Regions from separate parts of the Sus scrofa genome. Here region 2 is linked to region 1. A link is a contact called in public Hi-C data. All regions are on one chromosome and are shown on one strand. The core of a region is the stretch at or near the end of the contact, and the rest is flanking DNA. Distances in the headings are between cores, read along the strand shown.

The links. A called contact is a pair of places that touch in the nucleus more often than the background predicts.
Region 2: a contact with region 1 is called in a Hi-C map of embryonic fibroblasts, with 2.3 times the contacts expected there. The contact joins two enhancer-like sites. A contact is called at or near these places in 4 of 47 Hi-C or Micro-C datasets (embryonic fibroblasts, epiblast stem cells, fetal heart ventricle and 1 more).

What each region holds. Positions count from the first base shown.
Region 1 is chr1:250,614,622-250,621,186 of Sscrofa11.1, reverse strand. No RefSeq gene overlaps it. Among named protein-coding and RNA genes, the nearest start is that of PTPN3, 35 kb to the right of the region's middle. Within about 2 kb of position 1,291, at least 2 of the 83 cell types and tissues checked have an H3K27ac peak or open chromatin away from gene starts, as enhancers often do.
Region 2 is chr1:250,791,928-250,798,314 of Sscrofa11.1, reverse strand. No RefSeq gene overlaps it. Among named protein-coding and RNA genes, the nearest start is that of PALM2, 29 kb to the left of the region's middle. Within about 2 kb of position 2,849, at least 12 of the 83 cell types and tissues checked have an H3K27ac peak or open chromatin away from gene starts, as enhancers often do.

The DNA.
Region 1 (6,565 bases), core at 42-2,541:
CTCTGAACTTCAGTCTCTGCATGTGTCAAGGGGTGCCTTCCTCACACCCTCGCTGGGATTATCACACCAGACACTGCAGCCAGAGTGCCCAGCACACAACCAGCCACAGCCATGAGGATGTGGAGCAAAGTGAACACTCACGCACTGCTGGTGGGAATATAAAGTGGTGTGGCCGCTATGGAGAACAGCCAAGAGATTCCTCAGGATTTCCCATCGTGGTGCAGTGGAAATGAATCTGGCTGGGAACCATGAGGTTGCAGGTTCGATCCCTGGCCTCGCTCAGTGGATTAAGGATCTGGCATTGCCATAAGCTGTGGTGTAGGTTGCAGACGGCTCAGATCTGGTGTTGCTCTCTGTTATGTAGGCCAGCAGCTGTAGCTCTGATTGGACCCCTAGCCTGGGAACCTCCAAATGCCTCAGGTGCAGCCCCAAAAAGCAAAAAGCAAAAAAAAAAAAAAAAAAAAAAAAAAAAAAAAAGAGAGAGAGAGAGAGATTCCTCAGAAAACTAAGAATAGAACTTCGATAGCATCCAGCTATTTCACTTCAGGGTATTTAACTAGAGAATATGAAAACACTACTTCAAAAACATAAGTGTTCCTGCTGTGGCGCAGTGGGTTCATGATCTGTCTTGTCTCTATGTTGGTGCTGAGTGTTTGACCCCCAGCTCAGTGCAGTGAGTAAGGATCTGGTGCTGCCATAGCTGTTGTGTAGGTCGCAGCTGTGGCTCAGAGTCAATCCCTGGCCTGGGAAATTTCCTATGGAAAATCCATATAAATTCCATACAGATATAGATAGATATGTACATACATACACACACTAGAATAGTACTCATCCATAAAAGAAATATGAACTCCTGCCATTTGCAACAAAGTCACTGTGACTCAACAAGCCCTTGGCCATCCCACTAGAGGAGAAGGGTAACAGAGTAGCCAGAGACAGGAGCCTTGGAAAGAGGCCATGCAAGAGAGGGGCACTGGTGTTTAAAATCCATTAACTTTGTGGCAACTCTCTCATTTGTGAAAGTGCTTTTCCCCTGCCTTACTATAGGGTTTTAACTTCAGGCCAAGACCACCAGGGAAACCAGGCAAGTTTTATTATCCCAGATCTACCGCTGAGAGTCCAAAGGGCTGGATCATGATACAGGGTCACACAGTTCATGACAAAGAACTATAGTTAATGAGAAAGAAGCCAGTTCAGCAATCTTTTTACAATAGTACCCAGAAGCCCATTCATGGCTTTAAAAAATTAAGGGCATCTCATGTAGACACATTTAAGAATTTGATGATATCCCCTTCAATTAATTCATTATCACTAGAGCATGATAAATCGATAAGAAGGATTGATGAATATATGGAAAAAACTGCTGGTGGGAATGTGAAACGGTGCAGTGACTATGAAAGACAGTCCAGAAGTCCCTCAAAAAGCTAAACACAGAGTTAACATGTAATCCAGCAATTCCACTCCCTGGTATTAAAAGAATGGAAAACTTATGTCAACAAGATAAAGTGTACCTAAATGTTCAGAGCTACATTATTCATAATTGCTAAAAAGTGGGGAAAAAAATGTCTGTCAACCAATGAATGGATAAACAAAATGCAATACATCCATACAATGGAATATTATTCAGACCTAAAAATGAATAAAGGACCAATATATGCTTTAGCGCAGATGAACTTTGAAAACATTATGCCAGTGGAAAAAGCCAGACCCAAAAGGCCACGTATTGTTTGATTCCATTCACATGAAATGCCTGGAATAGGCGAAACTCATAGAGATGGAAATAGAAGATAAATTAGTGCTTTTCAGGTGTTGGGGAAGGAAAAATGAGGACACGCTGGTGATGGGCACGGTCTTCTCTTGGGGGTGACCAAAATATTCCGGGAGTAGGTAGTGATGATGGTTGTACAATCTTATGTTTATGCCAGTGAACTACGTGCTTTAGAAGGGTGAATAGTATAGCATACGAATCATATCTCAATTTCTTTAAATGGGTATGGCAAATGAAGAATCATAGATTACTGCTCTAAACCCCAATAGAAAATTCCCAGGAAGCAACACAGCACATAGCAGAGTGACCTTTGGAAAAAGATGGAGGATGATAAAATTCTTTGCTTCCAATTATGACTTCCAGACTTTGGCATTTTATTTAATTTTCTCTTAGCATCGATATTCTTACCTATAAAATGAGGGCAATATTACCTATTTCATGAAGTGGTTGTGAGGATTAAGTGAAATCATTTATCTGAGGCAGGTGGTACAATACTATACATTTAATAGGTAGCAATAAATAACTGCTACTATCATTATTACTTTTATTATTACTATCATCATTATTTTCACATCTTTCAGACCTTTCATATATAATCATTTATTAGTGCTATTCTTACTTGACACTTCTAAACAGGTATCTTTTCCAGTTTCTATGAGCATAATCTCGGTGAATTCTTCAAATGAAGTGGCTTAAAGGAAAGTCTATTTTTAGTATACAGAGATATCTACTGTGCCTGTTCCATGAAATAAATAATAATTAGCAAAATAGCTGCTGAAGGGAACACACATGAATTCATTCACTGCAAGTATAAATAGCACTAGAAATGTTTGCCCATTGCGCCCTCTTGTGGGATTTCAGGAGAATTACCTTTACTCTACAGAGTAGGAACAAAACTGGCCTATGCCACAGCCACAGCAAGGCCAGATCCAAGCCGCCTCTGCAAACTATGCTGCTACTTGCAGCAACGCTGGATCCTTAACCCACTGAGTGAGGCCAGGGGTCCAACCCGCATCCTCTTGGATACTAGTTGGGTGTTAACCTGCTGAGCCACATTGGGAACTGCAAGAGTAGGAACATTTGAGCTTTGCAATTCAAAGTGTGGACCTCTGCTCAGCAGCATGGGCATCACGTAAAACCTTATTAGAAATTTACATCTCAGATTCCGCTTCCAAATCAAAATCTGCATTTTAACACTCTCCCTGGGTGATCTGCATGCATGTTGAGTTTGAGAAATGCTGGCATAGAGCATATAGTAAACATTTATTTTCTTTATTCAGAAAACATTTATTGAGTGTTTTATTGTTGAGTGTTAAGTGCTGTACCAGGAACTGGAAATACTAAGGAAACTATAATTCCTTCCATAAAGAAATTTGGGATTAAAATCCTATAATCGTTGTACACCTTAAAAAGGTGAATTTTATGGTATGTGAATTATATCTCAATTAAAAGAAATAAACAAAAGGAGTATGACAAGTCAAGAATCATAGAAAACTGCTCTAAAATACAATAGAAAAATTCCAGGGAGTTCCCGTTTTGGTGTAGGAGAAACAAACCCGACTAGTATCCATGAGGATGCAGGTTTGATCCCTGGCCTCACGCAGTGGGTCAAGGATCTGGCATTGCCATGAGCTGTGGTGTAGCTACAGACACAGCTCTGATCCTGCATTGCTGTGGCTATGGTGTAGGCCAGCAGCTATAGCTCCAATTTGACCCCTAGCCTGGGAACTTCCATATGCTTCAGGTGCAGCCCTAAAAAGCAAAATGAAAAAGAAAAATTCCAAGGAAGGAGTACAGGACAGAAGAGGGTGGACTTTGGAGCAAATGGACCATATTCAAATTCTACCCTTCCAATGAACACGGTCACCTAATCATGTACAGACTCATGGTACACAGAGAAGAGAACAAACTCTGATGGGAAGAACTAAAGGAAACTTTAAGGAGGAGGTGGCATTGGAGATGGACCTCAATAACTATGAATTCACCAGGTAGAGAAAGGTAGGCAGAATATTCCTTTCTGAAGGAATGGCAAGAGCAAAGGCACACACGTTCAAAGGCAGGTAATGGATGAGAAGAAGGTCAAGTCCTTTGGTATGCCTTTGGCAAATGGAGTGTTGGTAAAAAGACAGTTACCTCAGGGGGATTGGACCATGGGAAATTCTTACTTTCTAAGGTTTTAATTCCTCTACATTTAAAATTTTAACAATGTAACAGGACAAGAATAAGTGAAGTCCAAGATTAATTGTCTAGGCAGAAATCAATGAAATGGAATATAGTAACCCCCCCAAAAATTACCTACACTAAAGGCACATTCCCTGAAAAAAATCAACAAACATGACAAACGTTCAGCCAGATGGATCAAGTCCAAAAGGAAAAAAAAACACAATTATCAATATCAGAAATGATAAGGGGGACATTGCTACTAAGTTTACAGTAATTACAGGGACGATAAAAGAATACTGTGAAAAGATTTTTGCCAATAAACTCAACAACTTAGATGAAATAGACAAGCATTTTGAAAGATGCAAATGAACAAAACTGACTCAAGAAGAAATAGAAAATCTGAGTATCCAAATATCTGTTACAGAAAATTAATTTTTTTTTTTGGCTTTTTGTCTTTTTTCCTTTTCTAGAGCTACTCCCACAGTACATGGAGATTCCCAGGCTAGGAGTCTAATCAGAGCCGTAGCCACCAGCCTATGCCAGAGCTGCAGCAATGCAGGATCCAAGTCACATCTGTAACCTACACAACAGCTCACAGCAACACCGGATCCTCAACCCACTGAGCAAGGCCAGGGATCAAACCCACAACCTCATGGTTCCTAGTCGCAATCATTAACCACTGCACCACAACGGGAACTCCAAAGAAAATTAATTTTAATTTAAAACTTTCTGACACTGTGAAATTGGATCATTATGATCATTACACAACTACAGATGTGATAAATTCATTTGAGTAATTTAAAAAAATAATAATAAAAAGCAAACCTTCTGAAAAAGCCTTCTTACTCAAATCTGGAACAAGACAGGGATGACCACTCTCACCACTGCTATTCAACATAGTTTCGGAAGTCCTAGCCGCAGCAATTAGACAAACAAAAGAAATAAAAGGCATCCATATAGGAAGAGAAGAGATAAAACTGTCACTGTATGCAGATGACATGATAGTATACATAGAAAACCCTAAGGACTCAACACAAAAACTACTTGAACTGATTAATAAATTCAGCAAAGTAGCAGGATATAAGATTAACATTCAGAAGTCAGTTGCATTTCTGTATACCAGCAATGGAATATTAGAAAAGGAATACAAAATACAGTATCTTTTAAAATTGCACCTCACAAAATCCAATACCTTGGAATACACCTGACCAAGGAGGTAAAGGACTTATATGCTGAGAACTATAAAACTATAATCAAAAAAAATCAAAGAAGATGTAAAGAAATGGAAAGATATTCCATGTTCATGGATTGGAAAAATCAATATTGTAAAAATGGCCATACTACCCAAAGCAATCTACAGAGTCAATGCAATCCCTATCAAATTACCCAGGACATTTTTCACAGAACTAGAACAAACAATCCAAAAATTTATAGGGAACCACAAAGGACCCAGAATTGCCAAAGCAATCCTGAGAAACAAAAACCAAGCAGGAGCCATAACTCTCCCAGACTTTAAGAAATACTACAAAGCCACAATCATCAAAACAGTGTGGTACTGGTATCAAAACAGACAGACAGACCAATGGAACAGAAGAGAGAACCCAGAAATAAACCTTGACACCTATGGTCAATTAATCTTTGACAAGGGAGGCAAGAGCATAATATGGGAAAAAGAAAGTCTCTTCAGCAAGCATTGCTGGGAAACCTGGACAGCTGCCTGCAAAGCAATGAAATTAGAACACACCCTCACACCATGCACAAAAATAAACTCAACATGGCTGAAAGACTTAATATAAGACAAGACACCATCAAACTCCTGGAAGAGAACATAGGCAAAACACTCTCTGACATCAACCTCATGAATATTTTCTCAGCCCAGTCTCCCAAAGCAATAGAAATAAGAGCAAAAATAAACCCATGGGACCTAATCAAACTGAAAAGCTTTTGCACAGCAAAGGAAACCAAAAAGAAAACAACAAGACAACTTACAGAATGGGAGGAAATAGTTTCAAATGATGCAATGGACAAGGGCTTAATCTCTAGAATATACAAGCAACTTATACAACTCAACAGCAAAAAAGCTAATCACCCAATGGAAAAATGGGCAAAAGACCTGAATAGACTGTTCTCCAAGGAAGATATACACATGGCCAACAAGCACATGAAGAAATGCTCAACATCGCTGATTATAAGAGAAATGCAAATCAAAACTACCATGAGATACCACCTCACACCAGTCAGAATGGCCCTCATTAATAAGCCCACAAATAACAAGTGCTGGAGGGGGTGTGGAGAAAAGGGAACCCTCCTGGACTGTTGGTGGGAATGTAAACTGGTACAGCCACTATGGAGAACGGTTTGGAGATAACTTAGAAATCTATACATAGAACTTCCATATGACCCCGCAATCCCACTCTTGGGTATATATCCGGACAAAACTCTACTTAAAAGAGACACATGTACCTGCATGTTCATTGCAGCACTATTCACAATAGCCAGGACATGGAAACAACCCAAATGTCCATCAACAGATGATTGGATTCGGAAGATGTGGTGTATATACACAATGGAATACTACTCAGCCATAAAAAAACACAAAATAATGCCATTTACAGCAACATGGATGGAACTAGA
Region 2 (6,387 bases), core at 1,600-4,099, 180 kb before region 1:
GGATCTGGCATTGCCTTGAGCTATTGCATAGGTCACAGGCACGGCTTGGATCCTGCATTGCTGTGGCTGTGGTGTAGGCTGGCAGCTGTAGCTCTGATTCAATTCCTAGCCTGGGAACTTCCACATGCTGCAGGTGTGGCCCTCAAAAAAAAAAAAAAGACGAAGAAGAAAAAGAAAAAGAAGACAGCCGTGTATTGTGTATTGTAATAGCATAAAACTCAGTTTGGACTGGTAAATATTTTGATAAAACTGGTCAAAATAATACTTTTGGTGGCACCATCTTGTGATCTTTAAAATTATGGAGTCATAATCTTTTTTTTTTCCATTTTGTAAAGTTTTATTGAACTACAGTTGAGTTACAATGCTGTGGTCATTTCTGCTGTACAACAAAGGGATTCAGTTATACACGTATACACATCCATTCTCTTTCAGATTCTTCCCACATAGATTATCACAGAATATCGGGTAGAAGTTTCTGTGCTATACAGCAGGTCCCCATTGGCCATTCATTCCATATACCTCAGTGTGCATATGCCAACCCCAAACCCCTAGTCCATCCCTTCACCCCACCCCCACACACACACCTGTCCCTTTTGGTAACCATAAGTTTTTCAAAGTCTGTGAATCTGTTCCTGTTCTGCAAATAAGTTCATTTGTGTCCCTTCATAGGATGTCATCTTTCACTGTCTAACTTCATTTGGTATAATACTCCCTAGTTCTACCCATGTTGCTACAAATAGCATTATTTCATTCTTTTTATGGCTGAGTAATAGTCCACTGTATATATGCACCACATCTTCTTTATCCAGTCCTCTGTCGATGGACATTTAGGTTGCTAGTCTTCTGGAAATGGGAGGAACCTTACTTTCTGGTTCAATATTTACTGCCCCCACCCACATACACAAGGCAACATTTAGTGAAATCACGTTTGATGATGCCTTTTACTCAGAAAGGCTGCTCTGTGACATACAAGTGACTGGCACGAAGAACTATTTGATTCTTTGGTTCTTCTTATGATTTTGCATAATTGTGGGCGGGTTTATATCAAAGTCTACATGAAGCCCAAACATTACTACTGAGGCAGTTATGTACAGCATTACTTAGAAATGGAATCAAATAGAATTTCCAGAGTAAAGTATCCATGTAAGAAGACATTTTTAATAAAAGACCCAATACCAGAGACTTTCTAACAGTGTGGTATTCATCAGTGTGGTGGCTTAACATCAACCAATTGTAGGTCAAGGGCAAAGAAATGAGGCTGATGAATTTGGCAGCTGGTGACCATTCTTTAGGTGCCTGCAAAATAGAGCTCAACTACTGTGTATTTGTCTAGATACACCATAAACAATGAAAAAAAAAAACCTATGAAAACAATTGGCTTGTAGCAGGAGCAGTGGTAATAATAATTACGGAGCATTCGCATCGGCATTCAAGGCTTCCGTAACACAGCAGTACCTTATGTTTCTAGTGTGACTTCCCACCACCTTCTTACACATGCTTCAGTCCAACCAGATGTGTGCCTAGTCCCTCCTCCATGCTTTTGCTCTTGTTCCTTCTGTCCCCTTTGTCATGCCCACTGCACGTCACCCAATGTGTCTGTCAAAATCCCCATGGAGCCAGAGTGCCTGGGTTTAAACTCTAGGCTTCCACTAACCAGCTGTGTGACTTTGGACAAGTTTCTTAATCTCTCTGTACCTTTGTTTCCTCATCGGCAAAATCTACGTCATCTGGTTGCTGTGATGATTAAATGAGATCCCAGTATCTGAGACACTTGCAACAGTGCCTGAACCAGACCTATACCATCCTCCCTTCAACCTCCAGGGGATATTGCTGGTGCTTTTTATCTACTGGGCTAGAACACTAGACTCTGTGCATGCGAGGTTAGTTCGATATAGCTATAATTATTCACTAATAAGAGCTGATAATTAATAAGTAGACTTGCCTCTGTTAACTCTGACCTAAAGATTGAATTAAACAATTAAATACTAGCCTATGTAAATAAGGTTCTACAGCATAGCACAGGGAACTATATTCAATATCCTGTGAGAAACCATAATGGAAGAATGGAAAAAAGAATAAATATATACATGTAACTAAGTCACTTTGCTGCACAGCAGAAATTAACACAACATTGTAAACCAAAGCTACTTCAATAAAATAAGTTTTAAAATATTAGCATAAATGATCAAGCACTGACTCCGTAGCTTGTATTTAGCTCCCTTTCTTCCATTTATTTGGGAGCTTCTTGCGCCCTGTGCTTATTAACTAACTTATGAGGGTGGAGGGGAAGACGTCCTTTTGTGCTTTCTAAACTAGAATTATCTGGTGAAATTTTCTAAGTGGCTCCCACTTCCCTCCAAACCCGCTGGCATTCCCAAATTCAGTATCAGAGAGGGGGCTCAAAGACCAACAGTTCAAGGCAGATAGGACCTCCTGGGACTAAGAGCAGAGCGCATTTTTTGCTGTCAACTGCTTCTCGCTGGCTGACACTCTAAGTGGTTGTCATCCCCTCGTGCAGAAGGAAAATACCATAAAAGGCAAGGCTCAGGCCAGCCCTTCGGCAGTTTGAAGTGCTCCTCGGGACTGCGAACCCTCTTGGGAAAGACCAGCAGACCCCTGGCAAAAATTCCAGCACACGGCAGGGCAAACTTGTGGAGTAACAAAGCGCGTATTGTTACCTCCTAACGCCAAGCTCCATGGGCTAGTAAAAACACGTAGTATACCTTTTTAATGGGGTGAGGGGAGTTGGCTTCCCTGGAACGTTTTGGATGGAGTCAGAGAACAAATAAACCGTATTCTGGGGTCTGAATTTATGAAGCCCAGTGCCGAGCTGCGTGGTCACAGATGGGGCAAGCCAGACCATTGTGTAAATCAAGTGCAGAGGCCAAGGCGCCCTGGCAGCTGCACCTCTGCAAGCTCACGTAGGGAAAAGATGCCTTTGAAACACGTCCCAGGGGGCTTTACGGTCTCTCTGCCACTTTTGTCCTAAATGTGTTTATTGTTCATAGAATTGATACTTTTCCCCTATTTTTAGTGTTGCTAAAAATATAGAAGCTGAGTGACCTTTTTTTTTTTTTCCTCCCCAGTTCTATTTATTTATTTATTTATCTAGGCCATGTCTGCAGTTTGTAAAACTTCCCAGACCAGGGACTAAACCTATGCCACAGCAGTAACAAGAGCCACAGCACTGACAACACTGGCTCTTTCACCTGCTGAACCACCAGGGAACTCCTGAGTGACATTTTATTTTATTTTATTTTATTTTATTTTATTTTATTTTATTTTATTTTACTTTTAGGGCCACACTCACGGCATATGGATGTTCTCAGGCTAGGGGTCGAATTGGAGCTGCAGCTGCCAGCCTACACCATAGGCACAGCAACACAGGATCCAAGCTGCATTTGCAACATACACCCCTAACTCAAGGCAACACCAGATCCCCAACCCACTGAGTAAGGCCAGGAATCCGAACCTGCATCCTTATGTATACTGGTCAGATTTGTTTCCACTGTGCCATTATGGGAACTCCCCTGAGTGACTTTTTAGATAACCTGGAGTGTGACTTAGCAAAACAGGAGAGGGAGTGAGGGTCTATTCTGACTGATGCGGTGCCTGTCTATTCCTTCTTGGAGCTAATTCTGTACATGTCTGCAAATACATAGACACATACACACACACTCACATACACACATGGCTCCTAGAGTTTACTGCGGAGAAAAGGAAAGAAGGGAGACAGCGTCCACTTCAGCCAACAAATCAAGTTACAGAGGAAGTGAAAACTTTGAGCAATGAGCTCCCTCTCAAATGGAGCCCATATCTGTCTCTGGCAATAGAGAGGGCTTAAATAATTTGGATCTGCCTTCCTGCCATTTCACGTAAGGTAGTTCCTAAGAGCTAATTGCAGGGCTCTAACAATGAGCAAGATGGAAACTGTGTTCCCTTCTGAGATGGCACTGAAACCCTGAATACGCTGTCGGAAAATTTGCTTGGTGCCTAGGCTTGAACGAAGGGGCTATGCGAGCCCAAAATGATCAGTGCGCTTAAAGGGACTAAAAAGGACACAGACTTAAAGGGACACAAGGGGAGTTCAGGGAGAAGGTGTCTTCATCGCTGACGGTTGTGGAAGAGAGGAACAGAGCAAGAAGTGAACACGGCCGAACTATGAGGTCTGATGTTACTATGAGAACAGTGGGGTGGGGGTGGTGCTTAAAACATTCCTGGAACCTGCTTAACACAGGGAGCAAAAGACGTTAAGGAGAAGGAGAGCCTTGGTTGTGGGGTGACTTACAACCACTGACCGCGATTGCTTCCTTTTTCTCAAGTGTGGTGTTCAAATAGTCACTCCCTGTTCTAGACCCACAAAATATTGAGATCAGAAGATAGTCACGTCTAGCAAGGACCTAGCAGCCGTCTGCCAAGCTTTTCCTTTCAAGATGAAGAAACTGAGTGGAAAATTGCCCCCAGGCCATGAAGTTAGACAACCTCAGCTGAGATTTGCAAGATATTTTGCTTTATCCTTGTGATGCAGAAATATTGTCACTCATTTTGCATGGAGTATGACAACCGTACTCTGAGTTTCAGTACAGAAAATTGTCTCTTGGAACACTTCACAACGTTTTCTGTTCCAGCTATTCTTACTAACTCAAAAATAAACATAATTTTGAGATTGTAAATCCATTCCTGGCTTGCCATATTTAACAATATATCTCTCCTGTCATTTACAGATCTTTTTCCTTTTTCTCTGCATTTCGAGAGATGTTTCTAATTTATCTTCCCTAATAATGGCTCAGTCCTGCACTGCTTCAGTTCAGTTATTTACTGTTTCTAATAAGGATTTTAATACTGCTCGGGAGATTTTCACTTTCAGGCATATTTTTATCCCTTTCTCATTTCCATTTTCATCCCATTCCAATGACTTTGTGATTTTTCTATTTCTATTTTTATGTTTTCCTTTTTATAGCCACACTTGCCGCATATGGAAGTTCCCAGGCTAGGGGTTGAGTTGGAGCTGCAGTTGTTGGCCTAGCCACAGCCATGACATCACTGGATCTGAGCTGCATCTGCACCCTACAGCATAGCTTGTGGCAGTGCTGGATCCTTTATCCACTGAGCGAGGCCAGGGATCAATCCTGCATCCTCACTGATACTGTCAGGTTCTTAACCCTCTGAACCACAGTGGGAACTCCTCTATTTCTATTTTTAAAATATCTATATGGGAGTTCCCCTCGTGGCACAGTGGTTAACGAATCCAACTGGGAACCATGAGGTTGCGGGTTCGATCTCTGGCCTCGCTCAGTGGGTTAAGGATCCGGCGTTGCTGAGAGCTGTGGTGTATGTTGCAGACGTGGCTCGGATCCCGCGTTGCTGTGGCTCTGGTGTAGGCTGGCAGCTGCAGCTCCAATTGGACCCCTAGCCTGGGAACCTCCATATGCCACAGGAGTGGCCCAAGAAATGGCAAAAAGACAAAAAAAATAAAAATAAAATAAAATAAAATGTCTATATGGAACATAAACAAGTGAGTACATTCACATACTAAACAAGAAAAAAGAGTGCATTTGGTCATTCATTCATTCAGAATCTATGATATACCAAGCACTGTGCTAGGTTCTAAAGCAAAGTGTGTCCCCAGTTCTCAAAATGTATTAGGAAATACACATCATAAATAACCACAATGCAAGGTAGAAAGCGTTATGGGTCTTAAGAAAGGCTTAAATTTCAAAAGATATGAATGCTGTGTTGTTTTTCTTGGAAAATTTCTTCTGACTCCTACATTAGACAATTTTTAGAGGTCTTATTTTCTTCTGAACGTTTAAGGTGGATGTTCCCTTCCTTGAGGTCTACATCAATTTCATCCCCTGGGTCCAAGTAGTCTTTTATTTATTTTTTTCAGTAATGATAACAACCCGAGCTCTCTCAAGACAGTAACAGCAGCCGTACTTGGCTTAGCTTTTCCACGCCCACTCTTTGCCTGTCTGATGATCTCACAGCTACAGCTGGAGGGCAGAAGGAGGTGCAGCTTCCACCCAAACTTCAGATTCTAATTCAGATCATCTCTCCTGGGGGAGCATCCTACCCTGCCCCCTCCACCCCCGCTGCCTGTTTTTTTTTTAGATTCTGACTTAGGGTACGTGAGAAACTCCAACTCCAGCCTAGAGAGTGCTTCTGCCCTAAATCCTACTTCCTGGACCCACATAAGTGCCAAATTTATGGGACTACACTTTCCCAGATACAGCTAAACATCACACTTACTTCAAGAGAAGGAGAAAGGTTCCCCTCTGTTTTTTCCATCCTGTTGGGTTGGGGGAAATTGTGGAAGTTCGGTGGGAGAAAGAGAAAGAAGGAAGGGTGAATGGGAAACAGCTTTGTGGGCGCCTTAAAAGGAAACAG